Linked DNA regions of Mus musculus: region 2 is linked to region 1. A link is a contact called in public capture Hi-C data. All regions are on one chromosome and are shown on one strand. The core of a region is the stretch at or near the end of the contact, and the rest is flanking DNA. Distances in the headings are between cores, read along the strand shown. Region 1 holds the start of Rabepk (Rab9 effector protein with kelch motifs). Region 2 holds the start of Gsn (gelsolin).

The links. Capture Hi-C pulls out chosen DNA fragments and counts their contacts.
Region 2: a contact with region 1 is called in a capture Hi-C map of macrophages, with 2.7 times the contacts expected there. The contact joins the promoter of Gsn here to the promoter of Rabepk in region 1. A contact is called at or near these places in 1 of 15 datasets of contacts at CTCF or cohesin (large pre-B cells), 3 of 115 datasets of contacts at active chromatin or transcription factors (bone marrow-derived macrophages, embryonic limb bud and pancreatic cancer cells) and 1 of 9 other capture datasets (macrophages).

Annotation. Positions count from the first base shown.
Region 1 is chr2:34,796,753-34,803,166 of GRCm38.p6, forward strand. It overlaps Rabepk (Rab9 effector protein with kelch motifs), which reads right to left and starts at 3,160. Exons shown (of 8, transcript NM_145522.4): 1 at 2,999-3,160; 2 at 623-681. The coding sequence starts at 3,016.
Region 2 is chr2:35,278,730-35,285,143 of GRCm38.p6, forward strand. Gsn (gelsolin) reads left to right here and starts at 3,651. Exons shown (of 17, transcript NM_146120.4): 1 at 3,651-3,872; 2 at 5,176-5,380; 3 at 5,945-6,099. The coding sequence starts at 3,735.

The DNA.
Region 1 (6,414 bases), core at 1,910-4,409:
GAGGGATGGAACTATTCATACTAAGCAGAGCTCTATAACCAAGCTACATTGCCAGTTCTCTATTGGGTTTTACCCCGGAGCATGTCTCCAGAGCACGTGTGATGGCTCTGGAGCAAGGTAATTGTGGGAAGTGGGCATGGAGGCTCAGTTGGAGTCAGTGGGACCTTGTCCACCCTTCTGGGATCCCCTCAGTGCAGGTCACACTCCATCACTTGCTCTGCCTCTAGCTTCAATACATAGGGACCATTTGCCTTAGGGCTTCGGAGCTTTTACAGTCTCATCACTGTTAGTCGCTATGAGTTGCTGAATGAAGGGTTTAACAAAAGCCAAATAATCCAAATTCCCTAAAGTCTCAGCTTAGAGGAGGACCTGAGGGATGGAGCTGAGGATGCCAGATGGCCAGTGCTTTATTCTTCCTGGTAAACAGATTTTAATAAAATTAACAGCTGCTCTTTGATAATTATTTCCCCTCTATCTTTCCTCTGAAGATCTTCCCAGACAGTTTCAGTCTCATTACCACAGTTTCATGACTACCTCTTTGCAGTGATAATCAGATGTGTTAGCAAACTACATGAAACAAAAACTCAAGTTCTTATATGCATCTGAATCCTTCCTTACAGACCATGTGGCTTTCCTGGGCTTGTCTCCAGGCTCCAAGATGGGCAGCTGCTTCATGATGCCCTGTGCAGAAGAGAGGAAGGGAGTGTTCAGACATCTTCCCACAAGACAACAAACCCAACCACACCCCTCTCAAACCTTTCTTATTGGATTGTGGAGGAGCTCAGTGGTAGAGCATTTGCCCAGGATGAGAAAGGCCCCAGGTTGAAACCAGGAAGAAAAACAACAAAACAAAACAAACACCCCAAATCTCTGAGGTTGAATGTACGAAGTTCAAAGGCCTGACAAATCTGAATCAACGTTACCACACTTCTGAGATAATTCTTTCTTGTTCAGAAACAAGTAGCCCAGGCTGACTTCCAACTCTGGGCAACTCTCCTGCCTAATTCTCCTCAGTACTGTAACCACTATATCCAGCTGCCCCCCCCCCACCCCCCGGCCCCCAGTGATAATCCAGGGCTTTATGCATGCTAGGTAAGTGTCTATCTTGAGTTACATTCCAGCTGTTGACACAACATAGCTTTTGAAGTTTCTCAGCTAATGTTTTCCTTCTGTCTGTAAGGCTCATAAGGGATGAACATACATCAAACTGTCAGAGGCCTTAAGATCTTTATTAAGATAAAACAGGTTAGCCAGGTGGTAGTGGCACACACTTTTAGTACCAGCACCCAGGAGGCAGAGGCAGGAGGATCTCTGAAGTTTGAGGCCAGCCTGGTCTACAGAGTGAGTTCCAGGACAGCCAGGACTATCCAGGAAAACCGTGTCTTGAAAAGCAAAAACAAAAACAACAAACAAAACCCGAAAGAACCACCTCCAAAATAAAGAACTCACAGGGTGTCAAGGAAGGCAGCCATGCAGCGGGTGCAAATCAGAACATATGAAAACGGCATAATGAGACATGTTGTTTTATAGGCTAACTTAAAAATTGGATTTAAACTTTTTTTTTTTGAGAGCCAGGCATAGTGGTGCACACCTTTAATCCCAGCACCGGTGAGGCAGAGGTGGGGGCATGTGGTCTCTGTGATTTCTATGCCTGCCTAGTCTACATAGTGAGTTCTAGGACATCTAGGGCTAACCCTGCCTCACCTTGGCCCTAGCATGCCATAGAAACCAAGTTTTCTGGTCTCTATCTTTTTGCTGTTATTTTCGGACAGGATCTCACTCTGTGGCTTTTTGGGGCCTTGCCTGCAATACTGGGCTTTCTGTTGCTCCTCTGACTTTCATAACTTGCACTGCCTCACCCAGTGGGAATTTAATAAAATTAACAAGCATTCTGTGGTAATTACTGCCGCCCCTATCTTTCCTTCCTGTAAATTTTCACACTGCTAGTGGATATTTAAAGCCAGTTTCAAGGAGTTGGCATGGCTCTGTGGTAGAGTGTCTGTTTAGCATGGGCAAAGCTCTGGGTTCAAGTCCCAGAAAATTTCAAAGGTTATTTAAAGAGATTACCCCTTTCCAGTCTCTCAAGTTACTGCTCCTGCCTCAGGGATTAGCAATATACATCACATACACCCTCGGCAGGAAGGCTTAATCAGGACTTGGGTTTAGACCACAATATATATGACTGTATCCATTTAACCACCATATTACAGGAGTCATTCTGAACGTAATTATCTTTTCTTTTAAACTCATTACTCATTTAGAGACACGGTCTTATGTACCTTAGGCTAGCCCCCACTCATTATGTAGCCAAGGATGACCCTGAACTTCTGCTTCTCTTGCTGCCACCTCCCAAAAGCTGGAATTACAGGCAAACACCACCATACCTTTTTATGCCTTCTGGAGATCAAACCCAGGGCTAAGTTCTCGATAGGCAGGCAGTCTACCAATTGAACTACACCCTTACATCCCTGAATGTAACTATCTATTTAAAAGTCTGTAATCGGCCAGGCATGGTGGTGCACTACATGGCACTAGAGAGGCTTGAGGCAGCAGAGGCCAGCTTGAGCTACACAGTGAGACTTGTCTCAAAATAAAAGTAACAGAAAAGTATCGAAACTAGATTCCAAAATGTTAGCATGTCCGGCCTTCTGATTCATTCCGATAACTTACCAATGGACCTGCAGAGTGTAGAAGTGAAGGACAAACGAATGAAGAAAGGGAATTAAAGGAGAGTTGGGCCGATGAGGCCCACAAGCGGGCTAGGCTAATGACCACAGGGTCAGCCCAGAGCTTAGAGGGGCCGGCGTGGCGGGGACTCTCCTAGCCACCTCCTTTGCGTCCCCTCTGCCGGCCACATCTCCGCGCGAAAGAAGTCGGGGTCAGGGAGAAATGGCTGCCAGCTTTCCCCAAAACTGACCGGCCGGAGACCATGGGTACTACCCCTCCCACCCAGTTCAAGCCTACTGCCTTAAGAGACCTCCAGCCCAGCACCTATTACCTGCCGCAGCCCCCGCATGTCCTGGACGTGGCTCCACCCATGGGGCGGAGCTTAGGAGCCCGTCCTCTTCCCCAGTCCCGGAAGCGCGTCCAGGCCAACCGCTCTACGCCTCCGGGTCTCCGGGACTACGCGCCAAACTTAGTCAGGGCCTCCCGGAACTCTGCGTACTGGTTGGCATCCGGTCCATAACTCCAATTTCGGGTCCCGACGGAGTTTGTTACAGCAGTCCTTAGTAGTGACTTCTGAAGGGGAAGGATGGGTTGGAACTCACGTAAGCCAGGCTGACCTTGAATTCTGCTTCAGGCTCCCGAGTGAGATTTCCTGCATGCCATAGGATGCTAGGTTTTGCCTGTGCAGGTTTGAGGTTGGTTCAAACTGTGGATCCTAAAGCGGGTTATTTCCATAATCGCTGTTTGTGGTTACAGCACGTTCCAGACCACAGGCCCTGGGCTTTCCGGGAGCTCACAGGCTGAGCAGAGAGATTAAACACGAAGGACAACTAGGAGGTCCTATTGTAAACGCTGAAGAATAAAAAGTTCATTGACACTGTATGTTCTTGGGGAAAGTTATTAATACTTTTGGTGTCTTCTCTCAGCGACACACAAATTTTAAGATTTCCATAGAGGTTGTAGTCGGGAATTTTTATGGAGGCCCAGAGCTGGTCCTTTGTAAAAGCCGTGATTATTTTTATCTAGACACAAACTACCTCTGTTGACAGCTTCATCTGCATCCTCTCTGATCTATGTCCTAGCTATAGGTGCCCCGTGACTTTCCTAAAACAAAGATAGCTCGCCTATGTGCCTATGTGTGAACAGAGTACCATACTCTGAGCTCACTAACTTCCCTCAGAACTCAAGACAGCCTAGAAACAGAAGTAGTGTGTCTTTAGTGGGAGAGGGAAGACAGACTGGCTTCAAACAAGCTCCCGCACTAAATGGGAAATGTCTGACGAGTCTGCTCCTCTCTGAACCCTAGTTTACTCATAGATAGAATGGGAATAGCAATATCGGAACACAGCTGTCTAGAGAATTTACTAGTGCAAGTAAAAGAAAAACTTGGGTTTTAATTTTGAGACAGGGTCTCATGCAGTCCAGGCTTGCCTCCCATCTCACTGTATACCTGAGGATGGTCTTGAACTCCTGATTCTGCTGCCTCCACCATACAAATGCTGTGATTTACAGAAAAGATTTACAATGCTCCCACTCCAATTTATTTATTTAGTTACTTGAAAATATAACCAAAATTCATGGACAAAGTAAAATTGGGCTACAGCTCTCTTCACAACTTTGCCATTATATTTCCAATACCTGAGTCTTTGTGATTGCCTGTAATTATCAGAAAGCTCCCATAGACTGCCAAAGAATTTAGAGGTATGCACTCACTCTGCTTTCTTTTTTTTTTTTTTTTAAGATTTATTTATTATATGTAAGTACACTGTAGCTGTCTTCAGGCACACCAGAAGAGGGTGTCAGATCTCATTACGGGTGGTTGTGAGCCACCATATGGTTGCTGGGATTTGAACTTGGGACCTTCGGAAGAGCAGTCAGTGCTCTTACCCGCTGAGCCGTCTCGCCAGCCCCTCACTCTGCTTTCCTTCTGGAGAGAATCAGGGCTAGGTTGGCTCTGCCATGTGCCCAACATATATTTAGACAGCGAGTCCTTCTCAGAGCTCCAGAATGTGCCTTGGGCCTTTTGGTTTGGATTACACCAAGAAGCCATGCTGGAAGGGTATATTATCAAGAAAAAATGGACTATCAGATGGTTTACATTGTAGAAACCAATTCATTTAGACTAGAAATCACATTCTAAGTTCTTGGAGGGATGTTTGAATTCTGTTTTTAAAAATGAGAGTCAAGGGGCTAAAAAGATGACTCAAACAAACCAACCAAGACAAATTCTTTTGTTTTGTTCTTCTTTTTTTTTTCTTTAAGATTTATTTATTTTACGTATATGAATACACTGTTGCTATACTCGGACACACCAGAAGAGGGCATCAGACCCCATTACAGATGGTTGTGAACCACCATGTGGTTGCTGGGGATTGAACTCAGGACCTCTAGAAGAGCAGCAGTCAGTGCTCTTAACCGCTGAGCCATCTCTCCAGCCCCTCTTTGGTTTTTTTCGAAACAGGATTTCTCTGTGTAACCCTGGCTGTCCTGGAAATCACTCTGTAGACCAGGCTGGCCTTGAACTCAGAAATCTGTCTGCCTCTGCCTCCCAAGTGCTGGTATTAAAGGCGTGAGCCACCACCGACCGGCCACTTACTCCAACTTTAACTGAAGATACCGACAGGGTGCTTTACAGGGTGGGAGAGCCAGGGAATTCTCAGTTACTCATTTTGTGGTCTTCCCTAGAAAAAGCCTCATCTAGTTTTTCGAAGGTGAAGTCTGTTGCAAGAGTAGAAGAGCTTTTCACTAAAACTACAAATCCCAGCACTCCCCGCGGCAGACAGCCACAGGTCCTAGGTTTCATCAGCAGGACAGCCGGGTTCTCGTGGAGACCCGACGCGGGGCGTGTCGGGGTTCTGAAGAGAGTCAGGCTTTGACGTCACTGCGCAGACTCCACTCACGGGTCGGACGTGACGTAAGGACGGTTCCGGCTTCGGCCTCCGCCGCTGGCAGCGATGCGGTTTGTTCTCCCTAAAATGGCGCCGCTGAATCTGGACAAGTATGTGGAGATAGCGCGGCAGTGCAAGTACCTTCCCTAGAACGACCCGAAGGTGAGCCGGGCCGGAGGCCGTCCAGCTTGCGAGGCAAGCCCCTTCCGGCGGAGGGCGCTCCGCGGTGTGAAAGGACCGGGTCCGAGGCGGCGTGACGCGGAGAACCAGGGGAGCCCGGATCCCCCGAATGCTGTCCAGTTCTTTGAGGGGAGATCCCGGGGGATGTCACGATCCCCTGACCCTCACGGGACTCCGAGCTTAAAGACTCTCACTTTAACTCGCTCGGCCTCCCGGAGACGGAGCCGGGCCGAGCGGGTAGTGCTCCCGGGATGGGGTCCTCCCAGCAGAGGTAACAGGAGCCGCTGTCTGCTCCAGGGACGCGGCCGCGGTGTGTTTAAGACCCTGAGAGGTGGAAGCCGGTGGGCGGGATCGATGCGACCATAATGGGAGAGAATGACAAGTCGCCTCAGCTTCACCACTCCCCTAAATTGCTTCTTAGGAGTGGTAGTTTTCTTCTGATAATTTGGATGTGGATCCCGTTTCTTAGCACGTTGCTGAGCTATTTAAGTGAACAAGCAGTTGCTTATCAATAAGTTCAAATGTTTTTATGACCTCTGAGCTGTTCCCCTGTAACTCAAAGTGTCGTTTTCTTGGTTTTCCAAAGTAGGTCTTACTCAGTTCAATAGGACCGTTAAAGTAGCTTGGCCATGGTGGCGCACTCCTTTAATTTCAGGACTCGGGAGACACAATCAGGTCT
Region 2 (6,414 bases), core at 2,401-4,900, 480 kb after region 1:
GGAACAGAACAGGGTGGTGTCTTCCCAGCCTGCCAAGGCCTTTTGTATACTGAGGCCGAGGGTGGAGGGTGAGGGTGAGGCATCTCATCTGGTAGCCACCCTAGGAGGCCCACGGAGATCCACAGATTGACTGGAAGCTAATCATAGAAGAAAGAAGGGTTCAAGAGATGGTTCTGGGACCCTGGATCCAACCATAGGGGAGGGAAGGGCCCCTTGACCCATCCTGTGTCAGATACTAAGAGCTGCCTGGTGTATAAGGGGACACTGGGCAGGACTCACACACAGCCAAGATGGGAGATTAAGGGGGTCTCTGAGGCACAGCAAAGAGCAGGGACCAAAGACCCACACCAGTCGAAGTGCTAACAGTGCTACATTCAAGTCAGAGCAGCCATCCCAGGTCTGAGTGTCTTGGAATGGAGGTACCACAGTCTTTCTCCACCCAGTGGCGGTGGCCTGAGGATCTACATAGACATCGCCCAGCCTGGGAGATGTTGTAGGGTCTGCTGCTCTAGAGATGTCTGCTTGGCAGAGGCTTGGACTGGTTTAGCAACAGCAGCCTTTCCTGGGCTGGGCTACTGCTCCCTCCCCAGGTGAGGTGGGGCCAGAGCTCTTGCTTCTGCCTCCCAGACAGAATTGGGTCCAGGAATCCCAGACAAGGTTTAGAATATCAGCAGTGCCTCCTTCCACACGAGTGGCGCCGAGTCTTGGTTTCTCTGCCATCGGTCTGCTTTCCTTTCTTATGCACGTGTATCTACTTGCTCCCCTGAATTCATACATCTTTTTCCAAGCAGGGAACAGAGCAAGACAGTGTTTCCCTATCATAGTCTCTACTCCCTGGTGCACCATAGTGAGAGGTTCCAGGCTTTGGTGTCTTATGGGGCTTGATAACTCACTGGATCTAGAGGTGAGGTGACTTGCTGTTTCTGATTTCAGAACCTCTTACATATGGCAGGGATCGTAGGTGGTCTGATTCAGAAGGACGTGCCAAGGTGAGATGGTCCACTGTCCCCATTTTGCAGATAGGGACATCGAAGCATAGAAGCAAGTAGGTTCTGGGCAGGATGGTGCAGCCATGCTCTGGGTCCAGAAGAGTATTGAGGCACCTTTTGTATGGACACCTAGACCCATAAAGAATGAGTTGCCTAGAGTCATCCAGGTCATCTGTGGCAGACCCTTCTCTAACAGGGGATCCCTGCCTTTTACCCTCTCTTAAACTCCTTGTTCTCTTGAACTCACGAACCTCTTCCAGGCAGGGAACAGAGTATCGCTGCCCCATCCGGGTCTCCTTCACTGAGGCCTTGGAGTGAGAGTTTCTAGGCTTCAGGGTCTTAGAAGGCAGGGGTGGGGCCTTGGTTAATATGGCCTAAACTCCATAGCTACATAGCCAGCAAAGATCACCACCTTTGTGATCATTAACTTCGGGGGGAGCCTGGGCTAGTGGTCACTGACCCCAGGGGTCGAGGCCAAGCCATACTGGCCTTCTGTTAATCACCAACTGGGTAAGCTGGGGCCACACTGCTTCCCTGTTCCTGAGGGGGCTGTGTAGCCAGGCCAGCTGCTGGCTCAGGCTCCTGGTCATTTCCTGAGTCAGCCAAGGAGCAAGTATCCCCTCAGGCATGTTCTTAAAGCAGTCTTTCTAGACTACAGTTCTAAATCAATCAATTAATCAATCAATCAATCAATCAATCAACTCTATTGGATATATTTCTTTTCTTTGGCTTTTTTGGGGTAGGGTTTCTCTGGGCAGTCCTAGCTGTCCTGGAACTCTCTTTATAGACCAGACTGGCTTTGAACTCACAGAGATCTGCCTGCTTCTGCCTCCCGAATACTGGGGTTAAAGGTGTGCACCATCACTGGCCGGCTAGATGTATCTGTGTCATGTTTTAGATCTTGTGCTTTAAGCTGCTATTTCAGGAAGTGTCTCAGGATGTAACGCATGTAGCATGCACAGTCCACTCACCGAAGCACACAGTTCTGTGATTTTTCTGTGGCGTGAACTGGTTGTATGATCATCATCGTGGTGTGGTATTAAAAATTTCCCACCATTACAGTGATCTGAGGACTCTCTCCAGCCTGGGCAGCCACGCCACGGCAGTGTCCAAGGTGACGTCTCTCTCCTAGTCGAAGTGATAGCTTTAACAGTGCAGCGTTTACTGACTTTGCAAGGGTTTGTGCATCAACTGCAGATTCTTTCCTTATAGAAAGGAAGAGACATCATTGTGCAATTTGCTTCTGGCACCTGGAGGTCTCTCCATGCCTACTGAGTGCCTACTATGTGCTACCAGGCACAACTGGCTCTGACTTCTTTTTCTTTTCACAGTTGCTTTGTGGTCCATTGTGTGACAGTCCCATCACTTATGTCCCCAGGGCATTTGGGTCATTTCCAATTCTCTTTGAACAATGCTTCAATGCATATCCTTGTCCATTGCAAGCAGCTCTGTAGGGAATGTTGTATTATGTGTCTTGAATATGCACAATCTACTTTCTATCTAGAGAGGTGAAAATGGCTTATGCTTCCAGAAATGTTCCTGCAAGCAGTGTGGGCTTTAATCACCTCCCTGAGTTGTGCCCAGGGCAGCCCACTGTAGGCTACACAGGCTTGAAGGTGGGCTTCCTAGACCATGGAGCCCAGAGAATTCAAGGCCTCTACAAACACCTGATAAAATCCCATTTCTAGGGGTACTCACCTTTCTTGCCTTGCCCCCCTGTAAATCAGATCCTAGCTATTTACTGGGCATGGCCTGTGTTTGCTTGCCCTCTGCCTATATGCTGTTCCCTCCCCTGGAAATGTTCTCAGTCTCCCCTGCGACAAGACCCAGGCCATCTGAAGTCCCCATAACCTTCAGTCTCAGCTGTTCTCTGTGTTCTCTTAGCTGTGAACTGTTTCCCCTTAAGTGGGAAGAAACTGGGGAGGGAGACAGCAAAGTTAGATAGAAGTCATGCTATGTAGGCTCCCAAGGGAGCTGGGACAGCGATGCATTGCCTCCTGCAGACCAGGCTATCTGAGCAGGCCTGATCTAACCCTCTGCAACCTCTAGGAGACATAGTAGGTGGTACTTAGTAGTTTAACTTAGGTCCACATTTCCCAGTGATGAGGAGCGAGGGAAGGAGAGGGCCTGAAATGGGGCGGGGAGGTGGGGGGAAAAGGTTGCAGAAGGAAATGGAGGTGTTATCCTTTAAAGGAGATGGATACAAGTATTGCCCTGGGCAGGGGCAACCAGTCAACAGGCAAGAACTTTGTACAACAAACTAAGATTTGCTCAAAATAACAATAACAAAACAGAAAGAAAGAAAAAATGTCACTGGGGGGAGGGGAGAACAATCCAAAAAGAGTACTTGAGTTGGAAACCGCCATGAACTTGTTAGTTCATGCTAGGTGTTTTTTGTTGTTTTGGTTAGTTTTTGTTGGATCTGCTTATTGGACCAATAAGAAGGCGGTTGAACGGGCCCCAGAAAAACTCTCACTGAGTTAGCATCTGTTATATGTCAGACCACAGGCCGGATCTTCTGATTGGAAACTAGGGTCCAAGGGGCGACCGCACCCAGTCGGGTTGGTCCCAGTGGGAAGGGAACCCAGATGTCTCAGAGATCCCGGACAGATACCCGCCTCCCCCGCGGGCCGCAAGGCCCTCCCTGCTGGGCGGTCCTCAGCTAGGGCGGGATGGGACGGCCGGTTACTTAAAGGTTGGGGCGACCAAGGGTCCGCGGCCGCAGCCTGGGTCCTCACCGTCGCCATGGCTCCGTACCGCTCTTCACTGCTCTGCGCGCTGCTCCTCCTGGCGCTGTGCGCACTGTCGCCTTCCCATGCAGCCACCACATCACGGGGCAGGGCCCAAGAGAGGGCGCCCCAAAGTCGGGTGTCTGAGGCGCGGGTGAGTGCCCGGGGTCCCCGGGGCTCCCCGAGTAATTGTCTATTGTAAGTTCTTGCAGATACAGCGCTAGGAAAAGGGGAGTAATTCAGGTGTAGAATGGAAAAACTGTTTTGTTGCTTTGTAAGTATGTCTTGCTGCTTCGGGGCTCCTGGGGGCGGGGTTCGGGGGCCGGGGCCAAAGCTCTTTCCTTCCTGCAGGCTAACCTCACCTTGGCCGGATCTTTCCCCACTACTGATTTGGATCCCATCTCCTTTATCATGTCTAACTACTGCCCTTCTTGCTGGTCTTTCTCAGAGTCCTCTGCGTTTGCTGTTTGCTGTTTGTCTGTCCCCTCCCGTTCGGTTTCCCCTTTGAAAGCCTCTGGACAGGACTGTTATTTTATTCTCTTCTCTCTACCCTGATTGTGGTCTCCTCCCCTGCCCGACCCCTCCCACTTGTCTGCCCTTTCTGTTCTCTACTCTCCACTACCTGAGTTTTTCTCCCCAATCGCTTCTGACTTCTGCCTGCTTTTTGTTCCAACCAGACCTTCCTCTGTCTGAGGTGACCTGCTGACATCCCTCCTTGGGCGCAAACCTAACCGTCTGTCCCATTGGCACCTACAGAGCATGTCTGGCAGCCTTTCCCACCCTCAAACCTTCTCCTAACAGGTTCCCCCTGCAGACTTCAGGCTCCATTCCTTCCCCCTTTCCCAAGATGTGGAAATTTGGTGGGTGGGATGCTGGGGGCGGGGCAGGAGGGAGGAGGCAGACAGCTCAGGAGGCCACTTGGGCCCACTAAGCCAGTCCTTAGTGGGCTGTGATGATCCTTCCCCTTCCAAGGAGCAAAACCAACCACGGGACCTAGGATCGGGCCCCTTGCCCTTTGGTCCTGTTTCCCCATTTGCAGAGTAGGGGTGGATAATGCGTCCTAAGCCACAAAGGTTCTGGAAGAGAGCATGCAGAGTCACTGGGGACTGAGAGATTTGCCACTGCTATCTGGGAGTGTCTATCCATAGGGGCAGAGAGTGCCTTTGGAGTCCAGGGCTATCCCTCTATGTTGTCTCCCAAATGGGGGCCCCTGAAAGACAGCCTGCCTCTTTGTGCCTTAGCTATCTCCCCAAAAGGGAGGGAGCTCTCTGCCTCCTCTGTCATATCACCAACTAGGAGAGCAGAAAGGAAGACAGCCTGGCCTGGCCAGAAACTCCCAGAAAGGGGTTGATTCTCCTCTAGCACAGGGAGAGCTCGAAGCTGCCCTCCCTCATGCCTGGGGTCTCTCCTTGCTGAGACCCACACTTCTGCTCAGGTTCTGTCCTGTCTCTCTGCAGCCCAGCACTATGGTGGTGGAGCACCCCGAATTCCTGAAGGCAGGGAAGGAGCCTGGCCTGCAGATCTGGCGTGTGGAGAAGTTTGACCTGGTGCCTGTGCCCCCCAACCTCTATGGAGACTTCTTCACGGGTGATGCCTATGTCATCCTAAAGACTGTGCAGCTGAGGAATGGGAATCTGCAGTATGACCTCCACTATTGGCTGGGTGAGGGAGTGCTCCTGCTTAGCCCCTCCCCATCCCCGACCCCCAACTGTATGGATATACCTGAACTGAGTACTCTCTACACCAGGCCTTTGTTAGTGGTTTCCATGACACCGCTCTAGAGCCAGCCTGTACAGGTTCAGATCCCAGCTCTGCCCTTTGACCTGTGATCTACCCTTCTGCAGCTCACCAGTGGTTTTTTCTATAGAATGGTCATGTTGACCGCTATGCTTCCTCAAGAGGACAAACAAGTTTTGTAGATGTCATGGAGACCCCAAATCCCTCCCCCTACCACCACCCCTGTGCTTTCTTGGATCAGCTCCAATCACTCCCTCATTTTCTCTTCCCAGCTAGGAGCCTAGAGTCTTTAACACTGGCTCTGTTCTGTTTGTTTTAAGGTCTCCTTATTATACAGATGGAGTAACTCAGGCTCTTGAAAAGCAGGGAGGGACTAGCTCAATATCTATAGCCAGGTCAGAGTAGAGCTGTTGGCTCTGCATGCCTCCTCCCCAGAGGGCCAAGACTACCTTCTAGAAGCCAGTCTCATGCTACCCTCATGTTTCCTAGGCAATGAATGCAGCCAGGATGAGAGCGGGGCTGCTGCCATCTTTACTGTGCAACTGGATGACTACCTGAACGGCCGGGCTGTACAGCACCGTGAGGTTCAGGGCTTTGAGTCGTCCACCTTCTCCGGCTACTTCAAGTCTGGACTTAAGTACAAGGTGGGTTGGGTCAATGGCATGGTTCACAGTCTTTCAGCCTTGCAGAGAGATGGACAGACAGGCCAAGTGTTAAGCTTTGGAGCCTAGCAGCAAGGAACCCTGGGTCCTTACCAGAGTGGTCTTGGATACACCAAACTCCTGCCCTGAGCTTTTGATTCCTTATCTTACAATGAAAAGATTCTCTACAGCCTGGTAGACAATTGACAGCATCAGAGTGAGCACACAGGAGACCTTCTCACATTGGCCCAGGGAGTGTGCCAAGTCCCGATCCTGAGATCCTGCACCCGGTCCTTGTTGAGGCTTTGTTGGCCGAGG